Regions from separate parts of the Sus scrofa genome. Here region 1 is linked to region 2. The links are chromatin contacts, called in public HiChIP or PLAC-seq maps. All regions are on one chromosome and are shown on one strand. Each heading gives the region's core, a stretch centred on a gene start, on an enhancer-like site or on the middle of the called end of the contact. The rest is flanking DNA. Distances are from core to core; before and after follow the strand shown. Region 1 holds the start of FYTTD1 (UAP56-interacting factor). Region 2 holds the start of PAK2 (serine/threonine-protein kinase PAK 2).

Region 1 (3,007 bases), core at 307-2,806, 980 kb after region 2:
CTCTAAATGCATTAATTTTCTTCCTTTTACAAAATTAAGAAAACCCAACATTCCTCCCTGTAGTTTGCTCCCACAAAGAAGTAGAGATTGCAGAAGTTATTTCTAGTGAGAGAAGGACAGCAAGGAGAAAAATGTCTTTTGCCTAAAAGATTTTAGATCTGTAAGGAATCTTAGAAATAATTAAGTATAACATATATTTAGTTTAACTACTTGCTTTGAAGATGAGTAGGAGGCCCAGACACTCTCCCAAGTTCACAAGGTGAATAGCTCAATTGAGTAAAAAGGTACCACTTAATAAAACCAAGGTCTCTCTTGTACATCTATACAATCCAGTTCCCTAGTTTTTAACAGTAGGGAGAGGGGTGGCAACTACAGAGTGGAATAGTAGTAAAATCAAGCACATTGTGCTAAGAGCATACACGCTACTCTCCTTGACATGCTGAATATTGTTCTTGGGTCTTTTTGAGTCCAAACATTCCTCTCCCATTTAAGTGTCTTGTACCCCTTCAAAGGTGCCCCTTCAGCTGATTCACGCTTCTCTTATGGTGTATTTGAGTCTTGGGCGAAAAATAAGTACAGCCTATTGTGGGTTTGAGATACTTTAGGTCACTGGTTCATTTCTATGCAAAAAGAAATTTTAGGAAGTGGAGAGGGGGAAGGTTGCAGAGATTCCTAAATGACCAGAATACTTGACCCTGATTTTTTCCCAAGATGCAAATGTCTTAGATATTTAAGCTCCTCTGAGGATGATATAACCAAAATACGTCCACACAAGCAGGGTTACTTTAGAGGAGAAGGAGGTAAAAAGAGAGGGAATATCACGTTTTGTCAATAGGAGGAAAAAGTTGTTATGCAGGAATTCATCAAATATTAAGAAATTTTCCTAAAGAGATGATTAGGGGGAAAAAAAAGAATCTTCCTATCAATTCTCAACGCAAATGAATTAGAGAAAAACGCAGCCAAATAAACAGAAGTACTTACCCCTCTCCCAAAGGAAGGTGAGGTCTTATTAAGATAGCCAGTACCATGCAAAATGTTTTGAGAGTGCCAGCTGAGAAGTGGTACAGATATGGGAAACGTTAGCATTTACTTTTATTAGTGTGGTGACGCAAGAATTATCAGTGCAGTCTTTGCTTTGTGTCCAGACGTGGCGACTCCACAAGCTGCAGGTAGAAGAGCTGGCCAGGGAGAGGGGAGCTAGAACGCAGTTCTGCCACCCACACTCGCAGGGTCTGTTTTGCCTCCGAGGCTGCATTGCAGTGGGTTGTGAACATTCGTGTGTACCAAAGCTTAGAGGGCATTTCTGTAGCAGGAAGGACTCGAAGGGCACAGAGGAACATGATCTCATTTAAGGCATGTGATTCTGAGGCGCTCAGGGTCCAACATAATTTGGGTAGCACGGCGAACTGCCGAAACAGCTGGCTGGCTAGTGGCCACCGCAGCGGCTGCAAGGTTTCCTCCCCTCCAGCAAGAGCCGCTAGGCGCGAGTCGCGTGGAAGGGGCCGCTCTCGCCCGCCACTCATCTCTGTGGTTCCTCCCCCAGCCCTCGGCCGCTGGTGGGAGGGGAGGACGCCGGCGGCACGCGTGCGCACTCCCTCGGTGCAGCTAGTCTGCGTGCGTGCGTGAGTGGGAGGTGACAGGCCTCAGCCTCTGGCCTTCTCCGCTGACTGCTCCTACGCGACGTCTCTAACCATGAACCGGTTTGGTACCCGGTTAATGGGGGCCGCGGCGACCCCGCCACCGCCGCCGAAAGCCCGCAGCAATGAAAACCTCGACAAAATTGATATGTCTTTGGGTGAGGAGCCGAGTCGGACCTTGTTGGAGCGGGAGGAGGTGTGGGTGGATCCAAGTACCGCGGTTGGTGGGGGAAGGGGCGGTCGGCCGCAGTTGTAGATCGAGTTTTCTTGCGGGTGGGCGGAACCAAGGAAGGGCTGATGGGGAACCCGGCGAGCGTTCGCTGGTGTTGGGGTCGGGCCTGAGGGCCTGGGGGTGGAGTGTCCCTTCGGCGGAGATGTGTCTGAAGGGGGCGGGGGCGCTTCGGGCCCGGAGCTTGGGAACGTCGAGGGGGGCGGACCCTCTTCGCCCCGGCGGGGCGCTACCACTCGCGGGTGACCCCGGCTCTTTGTGAGGGAAACCGGCAGGTTTCACCTCAGGCTTGTGCACTGTGGGCATTAGCGGGGGGGCGAAGGCAGGGGTCCGACGGAGCCATCCTTTCTGAGGAAAGCTCCTCGAGAGCCCGGCTGATTCGGTTAAATCCGTGCTTCCAGCGATGGGCTGGTTGGGCGTTTTCTGCGCCCGGGCCTACGGCCTGGCGCCAAATAGAAGCGTAAAGACGCCCCGAGATTTGGCCGTTTCTGACGGGCGCTTTGACGGAAAGGAACGATCGTTAGGAAGGCCTTCAGGTGGGGTATTAGGTAGTGCCTAGAAGAGCGCATTCTCCCCAGCCAGGCCTCCAAGTTAGCACGTTAGCGCAGAACGAAACGAAAACCAGGGTTGGGGAAACCAGATAAAGCGTAGAATCTAGAAAAGTGGGGTGGTTTGGTGGTGATTAGGTGAAAAGTAGGAAGACTGGCGATTCAATTAAAAATTTAGACCTAACACTATTGAGGCATCGGTCTTCTGTGTTTGCTTACTTGGTTTTAAAGTAATTCCGTTTTTGTCGGAATTTAGGTTATGGATTTGATGTATTAGCTTTGCCTGCCCTTTCTGTGGCCTCCAGTTTGTCGGTTTGTCGGATATTTGAAAAGTACCCGGCTTTTCCAAGGGCGGTATTTTTCTTTTCTTTTCTTTTGTGGTTTTTCTGCATAGTTCTTGGTCAAAAGTCAAGAACTCTTGGTTTCTATGATTGCCACAAGTTAGAACCCAATGTGTAAATCAAGCAAATCATCAGAAATCATAGGTTTGACCTTAAGTCTTGCCTATTCCTAAAGACCTCCGAAGAAATGAGAAATCTATTGAACTAAGGTCAAGAAAAAAATATAATACGAGAAGTTCCCGTCGTGGCTCA
Region 2 (2,850 bases), core at 33-2,532:
AGATCACTTGTAAGACAAAACTGTGATAATTATACCAATGGGAGTTGGCATTATTCATCAAGGAGGAAAGAAATCACGCTCTCACTGTCCAGAGTGTTTCCATTAAAGATAAGAGACAAGGACGGGTACAACCCCACGACAACTGACAACAATGGCAATTGCTTTCCAATCTTCAGTTCTTGGATGACTCTATCTTTAAAGAATTAGTCAAAAAGTTGAGTCCGCTGAGGAATTTTCGGTACCGTTTTGCATGTGTGTGTTATTTTAAAGAAAGCCAAACATGGTGAAAGCTAACCTTCACCTAAGTTACCTAAGGAAGCAAATATTCATCTCCTGGCTGAAGATCAAAGAATCACGAGAAGATACGAAAGCTCAGTTATCAAGCGGAGGCCCTCAAACCCTCGGAAAACTATAGTTTCTACTGATCCGGAATATGGAAGATATCACAGATTACAGTTTAGAAACCAGTAAGGGGACTACAGACAATATGCCTAAGCAATGAAACTGGGATGACCAAAGGTAGCAAGGTGGGGCTGGAACTCGGTAAGAGACAAAAAATCGAGTTAAAAACCCCGAAACGGTGAGTCGAACACTAAAGTAAATGGAGAAAAAGAGAAGGCTGAAACGCGAGGGAAGGGAGATCGACAGAGAGCAGAGATTGGCGCGACACGGTTCAGGGCAGGGCCGGGTCCAGGAAGAGTCAGAACTCACCAGCCTAGCAAGCTTCCCATTTCAGGCTAAAACCGGAGAAGAAAACAGCCCGAGGGCGCAGACAATGAGCCACCGCCCCAAGAGTTGCCGCTCCAGGCACGCAGGTGGCGGCTTCCCGGCCCCGCGCGGGGCAGGTCAGCTGCCCCGGGCCGCTCGCGCCGGCCAGGCCGCGGAGAAGGAAGGAGGAAGGAGAGCGACGGCCCGCGTCCCGGCCTGTCTGCACACTTACCCCAGGCGAGGAAAGGTCCCCGCCCCAGCGAGGAGCCTCCGGCCGAGCTCCTGGCGGGATCAGGAGCCGCCCCGAGCAAGAGAGCGACGCGGGGCGGGGAGGGGAGGGAAGGGGAAGCGGGGCGGGAAGTGGAGCCGCGCTGGAGCGCCGCGGCTTCTACTGCTAGGCCGGGCGGCCGCCGAGCCCCGCGGGCGCCGGGAGGGGAGGGCAGGGAGCCTTCGGCAATGGCGACGGCCCAGGCCAGAGGGGAAGCGGAACAACCGCTGCCGCTGCGCGTGGCCACAACCCTGGGGGAGGGCGACGGCGGGGAGCGGGCAGGGGCGGGGCCGAAGGCGGGAGCTCCACCGGGCGGAGACAGGCACCGCCTCCCAGTGGGCAGGCAAACGCGGAGGCTGCTGGGAGTTGTAGTTTAGAGATGTGTGCCTCTTATCTCTCTTCTTTTCCTCCCTCCCTCCATCTCTAGTATTCTTTTTATTGACAGAGACAGCCAGTGCCTCGTGTAATTCAGCATTGTCTCCACTCAGGTCTGTGCCAACCAAAGACGCTGAAAGACAACTGTTATTATATGAACCTGCTCTAAGACATTTGTTTCTGGGAATTCATCCGTTACCCATTTTGCCCTTTACCTACAACTCTTATTAATGTATTTTGGTGCTAAATTAAGTCGCGCCTCCTTGCAAATTAATGCCTCTGTTTTATTCATGGAGGAGGAGGAGTTCATCAATGTGTTCACTAATTCTACAAATATTTTGGTGTCTAATTTGTACCAGACACTGCTGGGTATCAGGAATACAAGGGTGAACACAAGTCACTTTGTGTAACTTACAAATATGAAAACACAATAATTAAAATAGTGATACCTGGTATGAAGAAAAAACTAGGATGATTTCTTTGGATAAGTTGGCCAGAGAAGGCATCTTTAAGGAGGTGACATTTAAGCTGAGAACAGAAAGAGACAGCCATGAGAAACTCCCAGGAGAAAGCATTACAAGCAGAAGGAGGTGGGGGGGGACTTTCTAAGGTCAGTTAAGAGGGTCTGTGTAACTGGAGTTAGTGCAAGAAGAGTAGCGCAGTGTGAAAAAACACCTGAGGAGACAAGATTCAGGTCAGAGAGGATCCTGAATGACATGGTAAGAAGGCTGGATTTTATTCCAACAAGCTATTAAAGAGCTGTAAGCAGGGAAGGAAGGTTTCCTGGTTTATACTTTAAGGTCACTAGATTGCTACATGGAGAATGGACTCTGGGTTTTCAAGAATAGAAGGGAATGAAGAAAGGAGGCAGTAATCATGACTGTCATAAGAGATAGCAGTGAAAATGGAGAATGGGTATGTTCTTTTGATAGATGTGAAGCAAAAAACTCAACTGATGTGGAAAGTACGAGAGAAAAGATTCAAGGAGCAATATGGCACACTATTAGATAACTTGAAAAACAGCCCCCACTATTAAAAACACATTGCTGGATAAAAGAGAACATCCTTTCAAAGGCATAACTAAGCTTTTAAGAAAGAGAAGTACCTCTGACAGATTTCCAAACTCCCACTCAACCCAAAGGGAGAGCAAGAAATTGGAGGGGTAAGCATGTCAGTGAAGCCAAAGTTGTGTTGAAAGAAACTACTTATCTCAAATCTCCATGGTTTTACTGACTGCACAAGAGACAAGAGACCAAAGACAAGGCCTTGGCCCTGTTCAAGGAGTTGGGACTGCAATCCTGCACAAGGCTGGAAAACTCAAAGGGCTATATGCTCCAAGAATAGACTGGAAGGGAGTTCCCGTCGTGGCTCAGTGGTTGGCGAATCCGACTAGGAACCATGAGGTTGTGGGATCAATCCGTGGCCTTATTCAGTTGGTTAAGGATCTGGCGTTGCTGTGAGCTGTGGTGTAGGTTGCAGACGCGGCTCGGATCCCGTGT

What was found. HiChIP or PLAC-seq counts read pairs in DNA pulled down with a chosen protein or histone mark.
Region 1: an H3K27ac HiChIP or PLAC-seq map of alveolar macrophages shows a contact between it and region 2. The contact joins the promoter of FYTTD1 here to the promoter of PAK2 in region 2. A contact is called at or near these places in 1 of 5 promoter capture datasets (liver) and 1 of 2 datasets of contacts at active chromatin or transcription factors (alveolar macrophages).

Annotation. Positions count from the first base shown.
Region 1 is chr13:134,362,090-134,365,096 of Sscrofa11.1, forward strand. FYTTD1 (UAP56-interacting factor) reads left to right here and starts at 1,557. Exons shown (of 9, transcript XM_003358772.4): 1 at 1,557-1,795. The coding sequence starts at 1,693. It also overlaps a transcript of RUBCN not described here.
Region 2 is chr13:133,382,224-133,385,073 of Sscrofa11.1, forward strand. It overlaps PAK2 (serine/threonine-protein kinase PAK 2), which reads right to left and starts at 1,283. Exons shown (of 16, transcript XR_002337855.1): 1 at 941-1,283.